Linked DNA regions of Rattus norvegicus: region 2 is linked to region 1. A link is a contact called in public Hi-C data. All regions are on one chromosome and are shown on one strand. Each heading gives the region's core, a stretch centred on a gene start, on an enhancer-like site or on the middle of the called end of the contact. The rest is flanking DNA. Distances are from core to core; before and after follow the strand shown.

Region 1 (2,700 bases), core at 97-2,596:
GGTGAGAGACTGGAGAGGGAGGGGGAGTGAGGAAGTTAGAAAGAATTGAGAGGGCATTAAGGAAGGGAGGAAGAGAAGGAGGGAGGGAGGGAGGAAAGAGAGAAGGAAGGGGAGGGGAAAGGGGGAGAGGGAAAAGCAAGGAAGAAAGGGAGGGAAGGAGGGAGAAAAGGAAGGAAGGAAGGAAAAAGGAAGGAAGAGAGGGAAAAAGGGAAGGAAGAGGGTGGGAGGGAAAGAAAAAAATCTAAATGTTCAGAGCAATCATTCATCTTTGACAGGTGAGATGGTTCTGCATGCCAAGACCGACAGCCTGAGTCCATCCCAGGAGCCACATACTGGAAGGAAAGAAGTGATTTCTGCAAGTTGTCCATCGACCTCACACATATTTTATGGCACATGTATAAGCACACACACACACACACGCACGCGCGCGCGTGTGTTGTGCACAAGTAAGTAAATGTAATAAAAATTTAGAGAAAGGCAATTCATCTTATTTCCTATAATATGCAGCAGACAGATTCTAATCTCTAAGACACAGATCCTCTGTGTGAACTTATCTATCTTCACCCTATATTTATTTTACCCAGAACGTCAGAGGGTACCTACAGTTTGAATCACATGCTTCTGTAGGAGAAAGAGCCTAGATCTCAGCTCCGAACGAAATGGATATGACATAAGAGAGAGACAAGCAAGGTGTCCCTGTTCATCCTTCCTTCGAGTCTGGACTGGACATTACAACTTTGCTAAAGTAGGTGCAGCTCATGCTCTTATGCCTTGGCTTCCCAGGACTATTTTAGCATGGCAGCATAGCCCACATCCCTCCACAATATATCTGCCAATCACCAGAGGGCTTACCTTTCTTTGATTGACATGGTTTTGCTGGGTGAATCCAGGCTACTGTCGCCCGCTGGCACTTTGACCTCTCCAGAAGCAAACATGGCACAGGGGTTCTTGAAGAGCTTCTCTGCTAGCTGCTCAGAGGACTCCTGCTGCTTCCAGGCCCCTGGGGTTGCCATCGGAACAGAGGCTTTCCTGGCAGCTGTCTCCGTCTTCTCAGAAGCAGTTTCTCCAAACTCTGAGAAGGAGAGCCAGTCAGCATCAGTCTCTGGGCAAACATCTTTCCAGCTGTACACACTGAGGTGCAGTACTGGAGTAAGGTGGGCACATGGTGAGTTGCCCAGGCCACTGCAGCACAAGCCGCTGAGAGAAAGCTAGCCTGAGTCAGCTATGCTGCCAGTGGGCTTACTGCTCTTAATCAGCACATCTTCATTTCTAGTGAGCTGAACTCACCCCAAGCCCGTCACAACTGACATACAATCAATGTAGGTCAGTCTCTAATGCGGACAGAGCATAAACTACATCATCAGAATGCATGACGAGTCTGGAAACCATGCCGGGTTCAAGTCCTTATTCTCTGTGCTTACTGGGCGCAGGACTTTTGGGCCGTCAACTTTAGTAAAAGGGGTCAACACAGCCTGGGAGCTCAGAAGGCTATTGTGTGAGTTAATGTCACCAGTCACCCGAAACCCTTATCAAGGGGTGTTAAGATGGCAGCCACTTTTGCTTTGTAGACTCTATCAGTTCATTGTGTCAGAATTGAGGGGAAGAGAGGTCTGGGGAAAGGACTATGAGTCGCTGACCTTCTGATCGATTCTAGTGATAACCTGTCTCTAGATGTAGTTAAGCAGAAACAACCCAAACACGTGCGAGAAGTCTGTCAGACTGCGGAGCCCTTAGAAAGCCTGGGAGTTAGCTGCAGAGCCTTACCTTTGAGTGAGAACTTCCTCATGACATTCTCCACATCTGCATTCTCCTCCGAGGCCTGCTTATCCTTCAGGTCCAGACTCTCTTGCAAACTGCTTTTAGCAGTGGAAAATTCCTTCAGCTCATCACCAAGGTGTGTGGCAGAAGAATTCCCTAGCTCTAAGCTTCCCCTCCTGAGGTTGGCATACTTAGGCTCCTTCTGACCATCACCCTCCCCGACTCTGCCAAGGATGGGGTAGGAGGGCTCCACTTCCTCCTCCACGGCTCCTCGTGTTTGAATGTGACTGTCTTCAGCAGCTGCAGTCAGAGAATTCTTGCTTTCCGTCTCTCCGGACTCCTCCGGCATTCCTTTGCTCCCACTGTGCTCTGCCAAAGGCCGCCAGGCTTGTGGTTTCAGAATGCTTCTGACTGGAGAGTCTGAGTTTTCCACAGGAGAAGGAGACTTATAGTCAGGGGCACTTGCACTGTTGTCAACAGACGGCTTTCGAAGGTCCCCTGCATATGTGGGAGCAACTGCAGAAGCCATGGTAGAAACAGAGGTGTTCACAGTAGGGGAGAAGGAGATGAGCTTCCCACTCTGCACCTGGGAGTGGGGGGGGACACAGTTTAGAAGCAGCGTCACCAGAGGGGACTGGCTGGGGTGGGGATAATACACCTGCAGTATGGCCTCCTGTGATGCCTTACTAGATAGCCAGCCTGCATGGTTACAGAACACACAGAACAAATCACAGACAAACATTCTGGGGAGGCAGCTTGCCTCTGCTTTTATAGTCAACCACAGTGGACTCATTCCAAGCAAGTTATGAACAAGAGAGGAAGTAGCAAACGTGGGTCTGGTTCTTCCTTAGGGACGGGAAGATGAAGCCACTCATAGGCTCACCTGTTAACCCTGTCCTGTACCATAAACCCAAGAGCAATATTGGGCAGCTTTATACAAAG
Region 2 (2,700 bases), core at 80-2,579, 140 kb after region 1:
CCCTCCAAGGAGAGTTCTCAACCTGAGGACTTCTACCCCTTGGGGGTCCCCTATCAGAGATACTGCATATCAGGTACCTGTGTTCTGATTAATGAGGGTAGCAAAATGACAGATATTAAGTAGCGAAGGAAATAATTTTATGGTTGGGGTCACCACAACATGACGAACTGTTTTAAAGGGTTGCAGCATTAGGAAAGTTGAGAGCCACTGCCCTAGGCCAGTGTTTAAAGCCAGACTCGGAAGTCAAGTCTAATGCTACGTCTATCGTGTTAGTAATCAATGAAAGATAAGCCAGGCTGTTTTAAGTATGGAAAAACTATCAAAAAACATACATATAAACATATATCCTTTAAAATTACTTTGAGAGGCTGGAGAGATGGTCCAGCAGGTAAGAGTGTATACTGCCCCTGGGGCAGGACTCCAGTTTGGTTCCTCCCACCCATGCTGGGGAGCTCATGATCACCTGTAACTCCAGCTCCAGGAGATCTGTTGGCCAATATTGGCCTCTAGGAGCACCCACCTGTCCATATATACACACACACATATACTAAAAAATAAATAAGTAAAATATTTTGAAAGTTACTTTGACAAAAAAAAAGAAAGAGGGAGGGAGAGAGGGAGGGGGAAGGAAGGAGGGAGAGAGAGAGAGAGGGAGAGAGAGAGAGAGAGAGAGAGAGAGAGAGAGAGAGAGAGAAATAAGTTGTGACATTTGCTTTTAAGACTTATCCTAACAGATTCCAGGGAACCTAATTTCCTCTTCTGGCCTCCTTGGGTTCCTGCAGTTAAGTGTACATACCCATACAACACACACACATACACACACACACACACACACACACACACAGAGACACACGCGCGTGCGCACGCACTCATGCACGCATGCACACACACACACGCACACACACGCACACACAATTTAAAAATAAAATCTTTAAAACAATAGCTCTGAGGGGGGTGTGTGACATCTGCCTTTGAGTCTTGCCGTGACATGCTCTAACTCTATTGAGACTATCACTGATATTACAGAAACAGACACCATTTGCAAGTGCCATGCTAACAACAGTTCCTGGATTTTAGCCTCCTTGTTACTGGACAAAGGCAGTAAGTGGAACTTCAGTGGTCCAGCAGCTGGCACGTTCTTGCTCTCTTCTCAAAGCCTCCGAGGAACAGCTGGGGAATGCAGGACGCTTTTGAACAGGCTGCTATGTGATCCAAAATAACATTGCCTGTTCATCCTCCCAACAAAGGAAGCGAATGCCCTGAGCAGGCCTGGCGCATGCCCTGCAGCTGCTTCAGGCTTCACACTGGGGGCACAACAAGTGGCTACAAATGGAGCTGAGGCACAAAGCAGGGGTGTGGGGGAGACCCTGCTCCTAACCTCTGCATCTGTTGACTGGCTACAGGGAGCTCATTTCCAGTGTGGGAGAGAGCTATACATTTCATGTCCAAATGTGGAATCCGGGCAGTCACAGGCCCTCTCCTTCTCCCATTTATACCACAGACAGAAGAAACACTTTGTCAAAACCACACCATCCACGGTGAATGGCTTGGCAGAACCTCCAGGGTTTTAACCTCTAAGTGTTTGAAAGATAAAGGCCAGAACACAGGGAGGGAGGGGAGGAGGCGGGAGGGGAGGGGAGGGGGAAAGGAGAGGAAGGGGGGGAAGGGAAGAGAGGGGAAGGGAGGGGAGGGGAGAAAAGAGGAGAAGGAGGGGAGAGGAGAGGGAGAGGAGGAGAAGAGAGGGGAGGGGAAGGGGGAAGGGAAGGGAGAGGAGGAGAAGAGAGGGGAGGGCAGGGGAGGGAGAGGAGAGCAGGACGAATTATTCCTACACTGAGGTTTATGAAGTTGAGAACTTTCCCAGTGTTTCCTTGTATGAAATGGACACCCTGGCTACTCCATGTTTGCTCAGCTTCACCACTGAATGCCTTTCTTCTTGCTTCTCAGAGCACAGCAAGTTTCAGGACGTAGAGTCTACCACAACTTGAGAAAACAGAGCTGAAAGGAGAGCTTGGGCTCCCCTTCCTCCTATCCACACACTTAAAGACTCAGAAACTATTTCCATTTTCCCAAATAAAATGGCCCCTCTTTCCAAGATTGGGCAGCACGATTTTCACAGAACCAGGTTCTTTTTCTTTAGCATTACAGATGGACCATTAATTGGACAGAGAAGAAAGAAAAGGAATACCGACTTCCTTTTCTCAGTTCAGTTTTAAGTTGTTTGGTTTAAGTCTTGTCTTGTTGGTTATTCGGATAGACTTTAAGTCTAAAGGAAAGGGAAATGACTGGAAACTTAGCCACAAAATTACAGTGGCATGGCCAGGAGGAAGGCCTCGCAGTTCCGGAGGCCCTTGCAAATTTCTCCCACAAGTGGACAAAGTTTCCATCGACAACAACCTTCCCCACTCTCAGCTTGCTGACAAAGTGGAGGAATCCTTCAGTGCAGAAGAGTAAAGAACTGAAAAGCGTGGGGGTGAGGGTGTGCCAATGGCTACTGTCTTCTTTACCTGTCTCGATGCCACATGGGAATGAAGAGAGGGGAAATGCCGTTCTTACACCTCATCTGTTGGTGTACAGCTACTATGTTCTGGGCACTGTGCCAAGTATCTTACATACTTTATCTAATTTTATGCCTATAGCTGGAAATCAGGCTAGAGTACTATTATCCCCATCCTGAAGGAAGGAAAGGAAGCCCAGAGGGGC

The links. A called contact is a pair of places that touch in the nucleus more often than the background predicts.
Region 2: a contact with region 1 is called in a Hi-C map of Schwann cells, with 7 times the contacts expected there. The contact joins two enhancer-like sites. A contact is called at or near these places in 2 of 12 Hi-C or Micro-C datasets (the A7r5 cell line and Schwann cells) and 1 of 1 datasets of contacts at active chromatin or transcription factors (oligodendrocytes).

The regions. Positions count from the first base shown.
Region 1 is chr17:57,394,590-57,397,289 of GRCr8, forward strand. It overlaps Svil (supervillin), which reads right to left. Exons shown (of 38, transcript NM_001108416.3): 15 at 1,765-2,344; 16 at 853-1,072. Among named protein-coding and RNA genes, the nearest start is that of Svil, 67 kb to the right of the region's middle. Within about 2 kb of position 1,347, at least 3 of the 93 cell types and tissues checked have an H3K27ac peak or open chromatin away from gene starts, as enhancers often do. A contact at or near this core is called in Schwann cells, where this site is marked.
Region 2 is chr17:57,533,537-57,536,236 of GRCr8, forward strand. It overlaps a transcript of Svil not described here. Among named protein-coding and RNA genes, the nearest start is that of Svil, 72 kb to the left of the region's middle. Within about 2 kb of position 1,330, at least 4 of the 93 cell types and tissues checked have an H3K27ac peak or open chromatin away from gene starts, as enhancers often do. A contact at or near this core is called in Schwann cells, where this site is marked.